Linked DNA regions of Hordeum vulgare: region 2 is linked to region 1. The links are chromatin contacts, called in public Hi-C maps. All regions are on one chromosome and are shown on one strand. Each heading gives the region's core, a stretch centred on a gene start, on an enhancer-like site or on the middle of the called end of the contact. The rest is flanking DNA. Distances are from core to core; before and after follow the strand shown. Region 1 holds the start of LOC123430348. Region 2 holds the start of LOC123426864 (esterase AGAP003155).

What was found. Hi-C and Micro-C count contacts between places; a contact is called where the count stands out from the background.
Region 2: a contact with region 1 is called in a Hi-C map of leaf, with 6 times the contacts expected there. The contact joins the promoter of LOC123426864 here to the promoter of LOC123430348 in region 1. A contact is called at or near these places in 3 of 6 Hi-C or Micro-C datasets (leaf and seedling) and 1 of 1 datasets of contacts at active chromatin or transcription factors (embryo).

Annotation. Positions count from the first base shown.
Region 1 is chr2H:503,064,225-503,066,924 of MorexV3_pseudomolecules_assembly, forward strand. It overlaps LOC123430348, which reads left to right and starts at 1,346. Exons shown (of 2, transcript XM_045114215.1): 1 at 1,346-1,728; 2 at 1,832-2,474. The coding sequence starts at 1,613. The coding sequence ends at 2,246.
Region 2 is chr2H:503,271,784-503,274,486 of MorexV3_pseudomolecules_assembly, forward strand. LOC123426864 (esterase AGAP003155) reads left to right here and starts at 1,304. Exons shown (of 6, transcript XM_045110761.1): 1 at 1,304-1,630; 2 at 1,877-1,975; 3 at 2,065-2,106; 4 at 2,260-2,389. The coding sequence starts at 1,400.

The DNA of each region.
Region 1 (2,700 bases), core at 96-2,595:
ATACGTGCATGCATCTGCATGTGGAGATGAGTGGTGTTCATATGAATCTCCAAATTCGAAATGTTCCCATACAATCACAGTCCTCTAATCTTATTTGGGATCGTGCCTCCTACACGCTTTCAAAAGGGATCCCTCCGTAAGTAGACTTGGACCAGGCGTGGTTGCACTAGACTAGATCCATATCATGAGCTCACTCACCTCCCGACGCGGGATCAGAATCAGATTAAGTCATCAAGCCATGAACCAGTTCACACCGCCTGTCTCGATCGACAACGATAAGACGACGCCGACGTGGGTGGTGGTACTAACAAAGATAGCCATCGATGTCTAACGTCCCGTCCCTTAATGCCCAAGGAAGACCCGAACGAGTAAGAGTAACCAAGTCCAGGTCTTCAAGTCAGTCTCCCCTTTATATTTTTTGTCATTTCTTGTACGGCACATCAGAGGAGCACGCGCATGCAGGAAACTCAAACTTGTTTAGCGCAGGGAATCGTTGAGGACACGGACGGATTCCATACGTTTTCGAGCCCCGTCAGTTGCTTTCGCTTTGCCTCTTTCACGGATTTTTATTCCTATGCGTTTTATTTATACGGTAGCACAGAAGATTGAGTGGATGGATGGATGAAGATGGTTATCCTGCAATTCTGCCTCGGTGCCCAAAAAGCGATGTGCTGAACCTCACACCGATTTCTACTAATGGTAATCGGAGCGGTGCTTCTTCTCTCTCTAAAAGTTTTAGAGGAAGAAGCTGATCGAAGAAGCTGATCGTGCGTGCCAGCTTTGTTTTTATGCGCACTCGTCCCAGAAAGAATCGGTATCGGTACCTAGGTAGGCAGGGGTTTTATATTCCGGCTGGCGGGCGGGCGGATTTTATTCGGGGAACAAAATATCCTGCATCCATCGTGTCATCCTATCTGATCGAAATGCAAGCCGAGAAATTCCGCACCGATGGATCGCTGCTTCCACGTATAGTGCTCCCAACTGATTAAGGTGCTCTGGGTTTTTTTATTTTCTCGCTGCTGCGGCCGGAGATGTTGATCCGGCATGATGATGCAGTGCAATGGACGAGACCAATGAGCCGTCCTTGTCCCTAGCACCGAATCGTCAATGTCGCTGGTTGTGTCCAACCAGCCGAGGTGGCCGCCATCGGGATCACACGGCAGGACAGATATAAGATGACGGGCGCATGGGCCCCCTCCCCTCATCAGAAAAACGAAAATAAACCAAAGCTTAACTGCAAGTCTTGTCCTCAGTCCACGGTAGCCATTCACATTCATCGCTCCCTCCCTCCCTCCCTCCCTCCCTCTCTTTCTTGGGCCTATATAAATAGGAAGGAGGCCACCTCTTCTCCCTCCCTCTCCTACCCTACCCTACCCCGGCCGTACCTCACGAAAGCTGCCCCTGCAACCATAAACGCCACACCCAGAGAGAAGATGTGAGCGCGTTAATGCCTAGGCTCGTACGCTACGACTACGAGCATCTCCATATCCACTGGTAGATATAAAGCACACCGCGGAGGCCGACCGTCTCACTTCATCCCACTCCCTCCCATCCACCTGCAGCTAGCTAAGCTAGCACCGGCCGCGCGCGCTGCGGATCATAATAAGCTTCCATGGAGCCGCCACCTTCTCCGCTGGGCGCCGGCGCCGTCTGCTGCATGTGCGGCGACCGCGGCCTGCCGCACGAGCTGCTCCGCTGCAAGCTCTGCCGCGTCCGCCTGCAGCACAGGTACGTACGTGCCTTGCGCGCGCGCTCGATCCAGTTTTTTCCCTACTATCGATCGACCTGATTCTGATCTGGGCGTGTGTTTGTCATGCATGTGTATGTGTAGATACTGCAGCGAGCTGTACCCGAGGGCCACGGCGTACAGGAGGTGCAACTGGTGCCTGAGGGAGCCCGCAGAAGCCCACGCCCAACCCCACGCTCAACCGGTGGCTAGCAAGAAGGCGGAGAAGCGGAGGATGGTGGCGTCGACGGAGACGTCGACCTCCGACGAGGAGGAGCGGCGGCACCACAACGAGGCCGGATGCGCCACTGCAACGAGGTCGAGGAGATCGCCCGCGGAGGTCGGTAAGCCGGTCAAGAAGCCCAAGGTCGACGAGAGGCCGCCGCTGCCGCCGTCGCCAGGCGCGGGAGCGAAGGGGAACAGCGGCGACAAGAAGCCGATGCAGGCCGGGAAGCTGGCGCGGCCGGGTAGGGTCAAGGTGAGGAGGTACAAGCTCCTGGCAGAGGTGATTAGCTGCTAGCCAGGATCATAGAATCAAAAGGGGAAGTAGCCAAATAACTAGCTAGGCACCGTCGACATTGGTGTCGATCTAGCATGTAAATATCGTTTGCCCGTCTTGTACGGGGTTTTCCTCTCTTTTTGGGGAGAGAGTCTACTACCGTGCTAGTGCTGTACAAATCTTAAGCCTTGTCGGTTTTAATTATATATCAAGTTGACGTGCATATATAGAAGGGACGGTTTGACTTTACGTCGGGACGGCGGCCCAGATGAGCCGGTACAACTGTTGCATATGGTTGCTTTGTGAAGCATAGATTGGAGGTGGCAGTGAGCGGTGTTATGTCGGGCGACGGCCTCAAGATGAGTTGGTGCAACATTCATGTTTTGCGAACGGTTACCCTGTGTCATATAGGTTGTAGGTGATTAGGCCGTGCGGCGTTGTAACTCAAGTGTGAGTGGTGGTATTTGGGGAGGCG
Region 2 (2,703 bases), core at 54-2,553, 210 kb after region 1:
GAACATTTTTCATAATAATAAATATGTCATCAATATTTTTGAGGTGACAAACATTTTTGATATGTGATTTTAAAAAACCATGAACATTTTAAAATTGTGAACAATTATAAAACAAATGAGCACGTTTTGGAATTCATGAATATATTTATTATATTTGTGAAGTAGTTTAAATTTAAGAACATTTCTATAAATCAAAAATAATTTAATAGCATGGACATTTTTTGGATTTTTTTAATTCTGAATGTTTTTCTAATGTTTTAACATAATGTCGGCTCCTTACAGTGTGATCCACTTCGAGGGAAAACTTTGGGTCTTCCTTAGGTCTTAATTCCTAAGAAGCTTATCTATTGTAAGTATAATGTTTGTCAAAATTGGTTCTCCGTTTTGTATTATAAAGCAACCAACACCGATACAACCAACGATAGGTGTTGGGGTGAAAGGAGCATAGTCTTGTTTAAAAGAAAGGAAAGAGAAAATACAAAAGTAACAAATACCGACAATAGCGACCAACAAAACGAGGAAGTCTCGCGATCGCTGCGTCCACCGGAGATCTCCCTCCAAGCTCCTAGACTCCGAAGCGCCGGTACCAATCAACACCTCCAAAAAGGGACGCGACGATAACGCTCCTGCTGCCAAGGGATTCTTTCAGTACACGGCAATGAGAGGGAAAGGGTAGCCCTCGACATCCTCTAAAAAGGTCCGACAGCACACATAGAATAAAACATTCGATCACGTTCCTTAAGAAATACTTCATCTCTACATCAATAATTGTAGTTGAAAAAATATATTTTTTATTTTTTTAACTATAACTATTTAGATATAAAGAAAGGAACCGTTTTCCTTTTTGTCAGCGCGTACCATTCATCCGCTGCATATGTACACAGGTTGAACGAGCCCCCTCCGCTACTTGTGGTGCCTGCAATAATCCACGTGATCCCGTTGCATCAGGATTTTAAATTCTCGAGGCTAAGCTTCTGGAATCACGCGGAATCCATGCGTTTCTCTTGGCGTGGACCCCCTGCCCTCCTGTCCACGTGCGACACAAACCACTCGCCGGGCCGCGGGCCCCCCACGCTCAGACACGTCACCGTCGACGTAGACACCCGCCTCACGGCTCACGGCTCCCGGCTCACCCCGCGTCCGCACGACGTGCGGCGCGCGCGCGCCACTCGCCCCGCCAACCCCACCACACGACGCCACCGGCGGCAACGCAAAGCGCAGCGGGCCCCACCTCCAGCGTCCACGCGGTCCAGTCCACGCGAACAGAATAAAAACCGTCGGCCACGGGACGGACGGCCACCAGCGCCTTCCCTTCCCCCGTTCCCCGAGCGCCGGCCTCCAACCAACAAGGAACACCAGCCGACGCGTGAGCGCAGGCCGACGGTCCAGCCGCCGGACGATGGGCAGCCTCGCCGGCGGGGTGGTGGCCAGGCGGCCGCGGTTCCTGTGCCTGCACGGGTTCCGGACCAGCGGCGAGATCATGCGGAAGCAGGTGGTGGGGAAGTGGCCCGCCGAGGTCACGGCGCGCCTCGACCTCGTCTTCGCCGACGCGCCCTTCCCCGCCGAGGGCAAGTCCGACGTCGACGGCATCTTCGACCCGCCCTACTACGAGTGGTTCCAGTTCGACAAGGTCCTCCACCTGCCCCCCCCCCCCCCCCCCCCCCCTCCCCTCCCCTCCCCTCCCATGTTCCCATTGCCACATCTATCTGTTCTTCCCAATCTCTCTCCCACGTCCAGGTTCGGTGGAGCCTGTAGTGCCACCTTTTGTTAGTAGCTTTTGTATAACTCCTCAGAATGTCGGCCCTGCGGATCTGAATTTATCCCTCCCCTCTCTCGTTATATTCATGGGACTATTTCTTTTCTTTCAAAAAAACAGGGATTCACAGAGTACAGGAATTTCGACAAATGCCTGGCTTACATCGAGGAGCTCATGATCAAAGAAGGGCCCTTTGATGGGCTGATGGGTTTCTCCCAGGTAATAAGACTGGGATCACTTCCTCCCTAAACATATATGTGGTGACCAAATTGTCAATTAACGATTGCAAATTGTCATGGCAATACCAGGGTTCGATTCTATCTGGCGCACTCCCGGGCCTCCAAGAACAAGTAAGCTGATGGATTCTGTCATTCTGATAACCTTACCACATCAACTCCAGTTCGACTCTTTCAGACTCTCAGTACTAGTTGTTCCTAAGACATGCTGAATTGCTGCTAGAGCTGCAACTTTATTTCGCTCATTGTTCTGTGTTTTGTTGGCAGGGATTGGCCTTGACTAGAGTTCCTAAGATCAAATACCTCATAATCATAGGCGGCGCCAAGTTCCGCTCGCCTGCGATAGCTGATAAGGCGTACGCCAACATGATCAAAATCCCCTCGCTTCACTTCCTTGGTACTTCATTATGTTCTTCACAGATTATTCCTTTACAGTTGTCGTGCTAGTTGTGGTTGGTTGTTGGCTAACGTATCTTTCTCAGTTGCTTCCTTGGCGGTGTGTGCGTTTGGCTGTCTCCTTGTCATATTTATTTTCCAGCCGGCATGTCTGCCTCATGTGCAGTTATGTTCCGGTGTTTATTATGTGATTAGGCAATGCACTTAAAGTACTCACACCAACTGTGTGGTTCTTTTGTATCATACTTTTACAAAACTTCCAAAGGCTTTATGCAATTTAGGGACAGTACTCATGAAAAGCTTCCAAGAGCTCGA